Regions from separate parts of the Mustela erminea genome. Here region 2 is linked to region 1. A link is a contact called in public Hi-C data. All regions are on one chromosome and are shown on one strand. The core of a region is the stretch at or near the end of the contact, and the rest is flanking DNA. Distances in the headings are between cores, read along the strand shown.

The links. A called contact is a pair of places that touch in the nucleus more often than the background predicts.
Region 2: a Hi-C map of fibroblasts shows a contact between it and region 1, with 6 times the contacts expected there. The contact joins the enhancer-like site here to the promoter of TMEM201 in region 1. A contact is called at or near these places in 2 of 3 Hi-C or Micro-C datasets (fibroblasts and spleen).

The regions. Positions count from the first base shown.
Region 1 is chr10:103,213,810-103,219,255 of mMusErm1.Pri, forward strand. TMEM201 (transmembrane protein 201) reads right to left here and starts at 1,624. Exons shown (of 13, transcript XM_032302001.1): 1 at 1,372-1,624. The coding sequence starts at 1,484. SLC25A33 (solute carrier family 25 member 33) reads right to left here. Exons shown (of 7, transcript XM_032302029.1): 7 at 5,185-5,446.
Region 2 is chr10:103,456,886-103,462,339 of mMusErm1.Pri, forward strand. All of the region lies in intron 3 of LOC116568006, which reads right to left. Among named protein-coding and RNA genes, the nearest start is that of GPR157, 97 kb to the right of the region's middle. Within about 2 kb of position 1,551, the one cell type or tissue checked has open chromatin away from gene starts, as enhancers often do. A contact at or near this core is called in fibroblasts, where this site is marked.

The sequences.
Region 1 (5,446 bases), core at 374-2,873:
AGCTGATGTCCCTCCTACCCTTCCTCCTCCAGGAAACCTGTGACTCAGTCACCCTCCTGTCTTTCTCCCTTGGGTGAGAAGCAGCACATGGTGGCGGTTAAGGAAGAACCACCAGACCGCCCAGGTTCAAATCCCAGCTCTGCCACTTGCGGCCACGTGACCGCAAGCCCAGTTCCTTTTCTTCTTCTACCTGGCACCTGAGCTTTGCAGGTCCTTTGCTGCAATGACAAACCCACCCACTCTGTCCCCAGGCTGTGTTCACGACCCTGTCTTTTCCCCCTGTTCTCTGAGAGGCCGGATCAGATGTGGAAACAGCTGGGCTGCCCCTGAGGCCCTGCGGAACTAGAGACCACTCCCCCTTTCTCCCTCACCACGGAGGGCCCTCAGAACACCGGGGTCAGCATGATCTCTGAGCCCTGCCAGGCCTGGGACAGCCACTGACCCAGCTCAGCAGCAGCAGCGGCGGGGGCAGCAGGACCGGCTGGTTTAAGAATATTAGGGTTCCTCCGAGCCTGGGTGAGTTAAGCGTCTGCCTTCAGCTCAGGTCATGATCCCAGGGTCCTGGGTCCGAGTCCCCGCATCAGGCCCTCTGGTCGGCAAGGAGCCTGCTTCCCGCCCCCAGCCCCTCTCTGTCTGCCTCTCTGACTACTTGTGATCTCTGTCAAATAAAGAAATAAAATCTTAAAAAAAAAAAAAAAGAATATTAGGCTTCCCTGCTCTTGGACGTAGTGTAGCCCAGGGGTTAGCAATGCGGGCTCCAGGACTAGGCGGCTTCAGTCCACACGGTGGTTCTTCTAATTAATGACAATTTACTCAGCTCTTTTGTCCCTGGGCTTCCTTCTCCAGGGGCTGCCGGGGTCGTGACTCTGATTGGGCCCCTGTGAAATCAGAACAACGCCCCAGCCGGCGGACGCCGACCAGAAAGTGCCGGCTAGTGTCAGTCCATCGCCGCGTGTGCCCGCCCAGTCGGGCTGAAGGCGGGCGAGAGCGCAGTCCCCATCTCCGCGGTACTCTCCCGCAGGGTGTGGGGGCCGGGGTGGGCGTGGGGCGGCCCCGCAGATCCCGCGGCTCGGCTGGCGCGCGTCTCCGTGGGGGAGGAAGTTTGTAACCCACGCGCTGGCCGTCCTCGCCCGCCCCGCATTCCTGGGATCCCCGAACCCACCCCCCCGGCCGCTTCCCCAGCACGAAGATTCCCAGCCCAGCCCCCAGCGGGACGCGGGCGTGCGGAGCGGGTCCCGGCGCGTGGGCGCATAGGCCGGGCCCCCACCGCCACGCCGCGGCCTCGCGGGCAGGGAGGCGCCGCGCGGTCCCGGAGCGGCCGGGGCGGGCAGAGAGCGGCGGGCCGAGGCCGCGTGGGCCGCGCGCACTCACCTCCGCGCGATCCGGTAGAGCAGCACGCCGGCCGCGGCGCACGCCGTGACCCCCAGGCCGCCGGCCAGGCCCGCCGTGGGGCAGCGGGCCAGCAGCGCGCTCACTCCCTCCATGGTTCCCCGCGCGGGCGGCGGGCGGCGGACGGCGGGCGGCGGGCCACGGGGCTGGGGGCCCAGGGCCGCAGGCGGGACGCGGGACGGCGGCGCGCGCCTCCTCGCGCCGTGACCTTCGCCGCTTTGTAGCCGGCGCGGGCCCGCCCCCTGACTCGGCGCGCTCCCGCCGCGCAGCCAATCGGGGCTCGGGGCGAGCCCGGGGGGCGGGGCGCCGGCGGAAGCGGCGGCACCGGGCCGCGCGCGCCCTCGCGCGGCGGGAGGTGGGAGGCGGCGCGGCGCCGGGTCCCCCGCCCTCCACCGCGCCCGCCGCCGGCTGCGAAGTCCGGCTGCCTTAGCGCCTCGGGACGCTGGGGGTGAGAAGTCTCGCGCTAGTCCGCTCTGCCCAGCGCTGGCCAAGCCCGGCTCGAGCTCGAACAGCTGTTTTTCTGCAAGTTGCAGCGCTTTTAAGCTACTCCATTCAACAAAAAATTAGTTACTGGAAACAGGAACGTCCGTCCAGAGGGGCGAGGTCGAATGCATCTCAGTACAGCTCTACCTCCGAACTTTGGAAAGCAAGGCGGGGGCTACGGGTGCTGGCCTGGCGGGAGGACACGGCTCAAATAAAGGGAACGTGCACATTGATTTTGGGAATAACGAAGTTTGAATGAAGACACTGCTAGCACGTGTGTGCTTGCCCAAGTCGAGGGCTGTCAACGCTGAGCTGCGGTTCCACAGGGGCGTGGATTCAGGGAAGATTCACTTTGTGCCAGTTTCATTCATGGCTTGAGCTAAATTACTTTCATAACTAAAAAGAAGAAAACAAAAAACCCAGCTGGTTGTAAATATTCGTATCCGTACATGACACGTGTTTTGGTGTCCACGCTTTTCCAGTGTTTCTGAGGTCAGGATTGGAGTTCTGCCTGTGGTGGACGGTGCCAGCGTGGGGTTCTTTGGCAGCAAATGTTACCGTTGTTTCCTGTTAACAATTCATAGTCCCCGGCCTTCCTAGGAGCTGCAGAGAGGGCAACGAGCAGGGCACAGCACCCAGGCGCTGGCGAGAGGGGCTGCTATTTCTTCCACATGGGTCAGAGCCAAGGCCTTTCTTTGGCCAAGCAGGGGCTCTCCGACAAATGAACAAATAGCAGTGAAACCTCCCTTAGAATGTGGGGCATGGTTCTTTATGTACCATTTTCTTTCCAAGGAAGATTCAGAGTCTGTGATATGTCCCACTCACAGGGCGGACAAAGAGCGGCCCAACCACCGTGTCCTGGGTGTTACCAGTACAATCGCACCTTCACCAGTGGTAGTGCCTGTGGGCTCATCACCCTTGAGTGAATGCAACAGTTTGCTGGACCTTGGCTTTGGTCAGACCATTCCACAGGCTCAGATGCCCCCTCTAACTTACGTTCATCTACCCAAGCGCTGCAAACCCACGACCAGCCACTTTACAACTTACCATCCCTCTCAGACCTCAAGCAAGTCATTAAACCTCTGGCCTCTCTTATTTGTAAAATGTGGATCATGGTAACACCTGCCTCATGAGGTTGTGGCAGAAATAACCGACATGAGAAAATACAGAACATCTTACACAGAGCTTGGCACCCAGTGGTAAGCAATGAGGGCTTTTCCAAGTCTTATATATATGGGGACTTAAAAATAATGAAATCCCAATGACTGAGCTTATGCACAAGAGAAACAGGGTGGCTGGGTGATGGACACTGGGGAGGGTATGTGCTATGGTGAGTGCTGTGAACTGTGTAAGACTGACACATGGGTGCCTGGGTGGCTCAGTGGGTTAAGCCGCTGCCTTCAGCTCGGGTCATGATCTCAGGGTCCTGGGATCGAGTCCCGCATCGGGCTCCCTGCTCGGCGGGGAAGCCTGCTTTCCTTCCTCTCTCTCTGCCTGCCTCTCTGCCTACTTGTGATTTCTCTCTGTCAAATAAATAAATAAAATCTTTAAAAAAAAAAAAAAAAAAAAAAAAAAAAAGACTGACACAGACCTGTACCCCTGAAACAAGTAATACATTGTATGTTAATAATAATAATAAAAAGAAAATCATGGGTCCTCGCCATGGACAGCTCAAACAGTGACAATTCCCATTTGAAATATGAGATGCCCCTTTAGAATTTCCTACTTTTCTTCCAACTTTTGGCACTCCCCCTTCTCATTTCAATGTCCTGGTACAGGAAAAGCAATCGGAGAGCAAAACGATCCTAGGTCAGCATCAAATTTATTAATTCAAGAATGCAGAAATGAAAATTATTTTCCAATAATTCTCACTCCAAATTCGAGAATATTAAGCAACCTAATTTTTAAACCTTCAGATCTTGAGGAAAAATTCAGGTTTTAATATAAATACTAAAATAGGAAGATGTTGCTAACAGTTATCCTATCAAACAGTTAAACTGAGCTCCTGGAATAGCAATCTCTTGGCTGCCATGTGGTTTACAAGCACTGATGCTTGACTAAAATGATTTATTTGGACTTCTACACAGCTGTGGACAGTTGAAGCAAATTCTGCCAGTGAGCTCAAGCACACCAACTAACCTTCATGCCTAAAGGTGAGCAAAATCAAACTCCATTTTAAATACAATTTGAAAATATCCTACTCTCATCCCCACCAGTGCCTCTGAATCTGACACTACAATGCATCAGTTACTAGAATCCAGTATCTTTCTAGATGTTCAGACTGAAAACTAACCTCAACGGACACTAAGCAAATTCCAGTGGAAGAGCTAATGGAAAGCCATCCCACTTACCCGACTTCTGTCCCTTACTAAATTTCCTTTAAAAGTGGGTAGCGCTGAGGTGTGGCTAAAATTCTGGTCATTTGTCATTCCTAGGTTTGTTTGTTTTTGAACTAGGGTATTTAAACACACCTCCTGTGAGAACAAAAGTCAACTGGGAGGTGGGCAGTCAACCCGAGTCACAGCCCTCTCTGCCAGTGCCAGGGACCCAAGAACAGGGTTAAAGACCTTGATAGGAAAGGTCTATTATTCACCCTACTCCACATTCACAGCTGACACTTACAAGGTACCTGGGCTTGACCAGGCTTAATTTCTGGAAATAGGTCCAGGAGTAAGACAACTGGTGAACATTTCATTAAAATTCCTGTCTTTGGTTCAAACTTGGAACAAAAGATAACTTTAGAAAAATGTTTACAGTTCAAAATATTTAGCATCAGAAAGTTGTACTTTTTATTTTTATTTATTTATTTATTTTAAAACGGAATTCTTCTTTTTTTTTTTTTTTTTAAAGATTTTTATTTATTTGACAGACAGAGATCACAAGCAGGCAGAGGCAGGCAGAGAGAGAGGAGGAAGCAGGCTCCCTGCTGAGCAGAGAGCCTGATGCGGGGCTCATTCCCAGGACCCTGGGATCATGACCTGAGCCGAAAGCAGAGGCTTTAACCCACTGAGCCACCCAGGCGCCCAGAAAGTTGTACTTTTTAAACTCAGCAGCCTGAAGGCTTAAATTTTTAACTTGCATGAGACTTGGAAATGTACAGATAAGAAAAATGGCTAGAAGTCTTTCCTGGTCCACCCAGTGCCACCAAAATGTGACACATCTTACCTGTTCAGCAGTGCAGTGTCAGATGAAACAACAAGTTGTATTTTGATTTTGTGGGTTTTCTCTGCATTTCTAGGGTCATGTTTCACTGATGTATCTACAGGAAGTTTATAGCACAGTGAGCATAAAAGAGGACACAAACCAAATTTATACTTAAATTAAGTAGCGTGATTTAATTTAGCTGCTGCTTAATCCTGAATCCTCTTAAGTTAAAAAAAACAAAAGTTATAATTAACTATTAAAGTTAATGAATTTAAACCTTCCAGAAAACATGAATCCAAAAGGAAATGTCCAATGGGTGATACAGGCCACATATTTTATGGCCTTTCCTGTTTTATTTTAGTCTCATACACTCTAAACATCAATGGAAAAAAAAATTTCTCTAGAGTTTTTCAATTTTATTCTAGAGCAC
Region 2 (5,454 bases), core at 301-2,800, 240 kb after region 1:
GCCCTCTGGGTTTGTCTTTCAAGGGGCGGGCGGCCGTGGATGGCACAGGCCGGCCACCATGGGCCTCTCCCTGGGCCTCGTGCGTTCTCGAACACGCCGCCAGGCAGCTTCTCTACAAGCAGCCTGAGGTCTGCAGGCTCCTGTCTCCTTAGGAGAAAAACCTAAAAAGATAAAACCGACACAGACTGAGTCTATGCTGCTTATGTGAGGCCGCATGTGTTTTTGTTGAAAATAAAATTTTTTTTGTCCCTGGAAAACTAAACAGCGGGAAACTACCCCTCAAGGGCCTATGGAAGCGTCCCCCCCTCCTTTCTCTGCCACACGGTCCCCAGCTCTCTGGACAAACGGGGAAGCGAGGGAGCGAGGCAGAGCAGCAGTGAGCTCTGGGCCCCGGGGACAGCAGGCCTGGTCCTCCGGGGGGATGACCCGGGGAGGGGGGCACTCTGGCCCGCCAGGCCCAGGGTGGGACTAGAGCTCTGTCTGCAGAGAAGCGAGTAGCAGCAGTGGCCAGCGCGACACGACTGTTGTGACTTGCGGTCAGCAGAGAACCGTGCTCCCAGAGCAAACTCGGAGTCTGGCTCACGACCACCTGGAAAGCCCCTCCCTTCTCTCCCCACAGCACATGGGAAGGGGCTCCCTCTAGAGATGCTAATACCAGCCCCCCAGGTCCGAGAGGACAGGCAGGCTCCCGCCCGCCCCTCGGGGAACCCTGGCCCGTGGCATCAGACAACTGCTGCTCTGGTGTCCAAGTCTCTACAAACAAGGACCCCCTCACGTTCCTCACTGGGCACATGAGAGAGTGGAGGCCACTGAGCACCGTGTGTCGTGCCGCCCTGGTCCTCGTCAACCGCTCGAGGAAGTGGGGGGGCAGAGCGGCACCCACGCTGGGGCCACAGCAGCCTCGCTGCAGCAGACGGGCCCGCAGCATGAACCTGGGAACAGCCCGGGCTCCCGCCCCTGCGTGCTCCCTCGTGGTCCCCGGGTGAGCTCGACACGCAGGCTCCCTTCTGCACCTCGGGGCCTCGGCTCACGGACAGCGTGCAGCTGGATCAGAGCAGCATTTTCCGAACTATGTATCAGCTCAGTCTAACAGGCTCTAAGCAGCTTTTCTCAAACACAAAAAATAGAAACTGGAAAGCGTCTCATGTCCTAAGGTAAGAATCCCTTCATGGAACTTGTGCGTGAGGCAGACTCGCACACGAATGTGATCACAGACGCCCGGGGTAAGGTGTACTTCCGGCCGTGGGTCATGGTCCGGAAAGGCGGAACACCACGAGTCTAGGTGACCCAGTACAGGACAAGGGAGCAAGCGGACGCAGGGGAACACTGGCAGGGTCTTCTGGTGGACTTTTCTGCTGTGATCTCAGAACACCACTTGGCCCCCCTGCCCTGGCCCCCGCCCCTGACCCATCCACGGATGAAGGCAGGACCCTCCACTCGGACGGGAGGTCCTGGGCTCAGGCCCACACGGAGTCACTATTAGTCAGCAGTGGTGACATCAAGGGCCTGCTGGCCTACGCTGTAGCGGTGTTACAACCACAGAGGATGAAGTTCCTGACGAACACATGGGGGCGTGTTCAAGGCCAAGGGCTCCTGGGCTGCTGGGAGGGGAGGGGAGGGCAGGGACGGTGCAAGAGCGCCCCCACGTGGCCACAGGCGGCACCGGGCCTGCAACCGTCCGTGTACCCTCAGGAGCACGAGCCCTGGAGGCAAAAGAAAACCGCTAAAACGCAGACCCCCAGACACAGAGACTTGCCGACCCGGCAGTGGGGAGAGCTTTGCCAAGGTCAGCTCTCCCGGTGTAAGGAGAACTGTCCTGTCGGAGGGTCGTGGGAGGCCACGGGGCTTTGAACACGAGAGCCTTTCCCACGGAGAACCCCCAGCTCAGGCCCCGGAATTCTTTTCAATCCATAGCCTTGAAGAAAGTATAAACAATCAAAAGCAGAGAAATACGTCTGCCAATGACGATGACGTATTTCCTCACCAAGGAAAGCCCTCAGGGTGACACCAACAACGGACACGAGGTGTGACTGTAAAACAAGAGAGCAGCCACCCGGGAAAAATCGGGCTCATTCCCTCCCAGTCCTGCCTTGGGAGCATGAGCATGTGGGCAGCTGAAATACCAACTAAATGTGTGAGAATATTTCTTAAAGGAATTTAGAGACACCCCACCCCTCGCCACCGTTACCGGCCGGCGCTAATGGAGAACAGAGCACCCACCTCCTCTCCACAGGGGCTTCCCGTCTGTCTCCCCAGGCGGTCAGTGTGTGGCGGTGCCAGGAGATGCAGCAGGAGGGGCCAGCAGACAGCAGGCAGACAGACTCCGTGCCCCTGAGAGGTAGTGTGAAGGGGGGGGCTGCAAACTGGTCAAGTCCCTGAGAAGCCCGTGGGCAGCCAGCGCCGCCTGGGAACCGCAGCCGCCCTGGGCGGAGGCCCAGCCCCTGTCTGGTCAGATCAGAGCCCCTGGGTGGTCCGGACGATTTCCCTCACATCTCTCCCCACAAACGACGCATCCCCATCACAGAAAGACTTAACCGGATCTTGCGTGGTAAAGCAAGAGAGTGCACTGAGAGTGGAAACGCCCACAGGAAGTCTCCTGAGGTGTAAAGGACCCTCTGGAGAGAGGGACCCCTGGAATGGCCGAGTCAGCGACGCCCGCTGCGCATCACGAAGGGGTTGGCCAGAGAATGGAGAGTGGGCAGGGGGCCTCCCCCACACAGAGAAGTTCACCTACGGACAAAGGGAGCTCCAAACACCACTTGCAAGAAACTTCCCACTGTTTGCTGCTGTATCACTGCTACCGCCCTTCATCTGTCTGCGGGACAGCAGGAAGACAGAGGGGAAGGGAACCCAGAGAGACAGAGCAGGAGGAAGCAGCCACAGAGAGGCCAGGACAGTAGGCTAAATGCCAGAGGCTTGGGAAGAAAGGGAGGGATAGAAGAAATGGCCAACTCGAGGTCTCCAGACGGTTTCTAGCACCTGCTTGGCATGGGCACTGTACCTGATGGACACCTGTGCCCCCGTCTCACTACTATCCAGTCTTCTTTTCCCCAGGAGCCAGTTCAAGGATCACCTCCTCCAGGAAGCCTTCCCTGATTAACCTTAGCTGTTGCATTACTGTTGAAGTTAGGCGCTTCCACACCATCTTATTTTGTGCTGGCTGGTGTTATCGTGTAACTGCTGCTGGTATGTTCTTAGCGTGGCTATTCCTCTCCTGACTTGGACTGGAAGCTTCTCAAGAGCAGAGCCTCCATTTCTTCCCTGTGTCTGTGTCTACCCACCACAACTGGATAGAGACTGTCAAAGGGATTGGGATAAGGCCCGGTCCTTTCCTCTCTGGGGACTTAACCCTGAGGCATCAGATTCCAGAGGGCCAGGGCAGGTGGCAGGACTAAGGAAGGGGACAGGACGGGGGAAGCAAGGGTGGGAGTGAGCAAAGGCCAGAGGCACCATCATCCCAGGAAAGCCTCATAGTCCATATACCAAACCAGCTGGCCAGAACTAGGCAGGACCCCCGAAATGGGCCACTTCTTAGGCTGATGGCCCACACGGCTCACCAGCAAGGTGATCTCCCGCTTCATCCTGCCCATGACCAGGATGGCCACCTTGCGGGCACGGTTGATGAGCGGCAGGCTGAGGCTCATGCGCTGGTGCGGCTTGGAGGGGCTCCTGGTCAGCACCACTGGCTGTGGGCCCTCCAGGCCGGCGGGCGACTGCGGGAACAGGGAGGCCGTGTGCCCATCCGTGCCCATGCCCAGCAGCACCAGGTCGAAGCTGCTGTTGGTCACCAGGGCCGAGATCTCACTGGCATACATCTGGGCGCCCTGGTCCTCCTCGGCACAGAGGCGCTGGTGCAGGTGCACCGGCATGGGGTGGACGTTGTAGTAGGGGACCCTCACGTGCTGCAGCAGGTGCGCCTGCAGCCCCTGGAAGTTCGACTCCGGGTCGCGAAGCGGGACGCAGCGCTCATCCACCAGCCACAGGTGCGTGTGGGCCCAGGGGAAGCCGTAGTGCCGGGTGGCCAGCTGCTGGAACAGGGGCACGGGGCTGGAGCCGCCTGACAGCGCCAGGTGGAACTCGCCGAAGCGCCGCACCGCCCGCATAGCCGTGGCCTCGATGTCATCGGCCAGCTTCGCGATCAGCTCCTCCGGCCAGGCCGAGATCAGCGGGCTGTCCCGGTACTTAGACTGGAGAACCTGGAAGTCGCTGGGACTCGGAGCGGAGCCTGGCCCTGGCACCAGCTGCTCCGGCTGCTGCTGGGAAAAGCGCAACTGGGTGCCAGTAAACTCGAAGTCCAACAGGTGCCCGTTCTCAGCTCCTCCTGGGTAGAGGCGCGGGGCCTCGTGGGCCAGGCTGTCCAGCAAGGGGGTCCAGAAGGCCCAGGAGGCCAGCAAGTTCTCTGTGGTGATGAACGAGTCCTTGCGGCCGTGGAAGATGTGAGATATGAGGACAGAATAGGCGTCCTGCTCCCTCACGGGGCTGTACACATAGAAATCCGACAGGGGGCGCCCAAAAAGGCGGAGCCCGGGCCGGTCCCCCACTTCCTTCCAGCTCCCGGAGGGCAGGAAGGGCCTGAACAGGTTCCGGCTGACCAGCACGGCGGGACTGCCCAGCTCACCGTGTCCGATGTAGAAGACGATCTGCCGTGGCAGGCACTGGCTCTGGTCCGCCACCCAGCGCGTCTCGGTCTGGGCGCAGTAAGCCTGGTTCCGGAACAAGATCCGCACGTAGCCCACTCTCTCATCCAAGGCTTTGCCAGACATCAGGATGAAAGGGACGCCCTCCCAGCGAAGGTTGTCCATGTGAACAAGGATGCCTGAGGTGACAGGGGACAGCGGAGGTGACGCTTGGGCACAGAGAGCCCAGGACTTCCCAGCACACCCACCTTCCCTACCCTCCCTCCCCATCAGCACTTCTTGTCTCTGAGCTCCTCCTCTAGGCAGGTGCCTTTGAAGCACCCCAGGCCTTGTCATGCTCAGCCTTTCTAGCATCTACTCAATGCCCAGTCAGTGCTCGAAATGCAGCCTCTGAACCACCTCAGCCACCCCTCCGTGAGGTGCCTTACGGTCCTAGCCTCCCTGCCCCAGCAAAGAAAACTGAAGTCTCACGGTGGGGGGTGGGGATGCTTCCCTCCCACTTGCAGAGCACCCGGATGTGCCTGAGCCAAGGCCAGACAGGGGAGAAGGGGCAAGGCCAGGGCTCTGAGCCCACAGCAAGGTGGTGAGCGGGTAAGGGGGGGTGTGCAGGGGCAGGAACATGGCAGTGGGAGCCAAGAGCTCAGTGCCCTCCTGACTCGGGTCCCCAGCCTGGTTTTCCTACATACTGCCTCCACGTGACCTTGAGCAAGTGTCTGAAGTTCATGGAGCCTCTGGTTTCCTGACCTTGGAATGGGAGCAGTGATGCTGCCTGCATCCCGGGTCCGTGCCCTCAGGTATCGAGGAGGTGGCCTCTAGC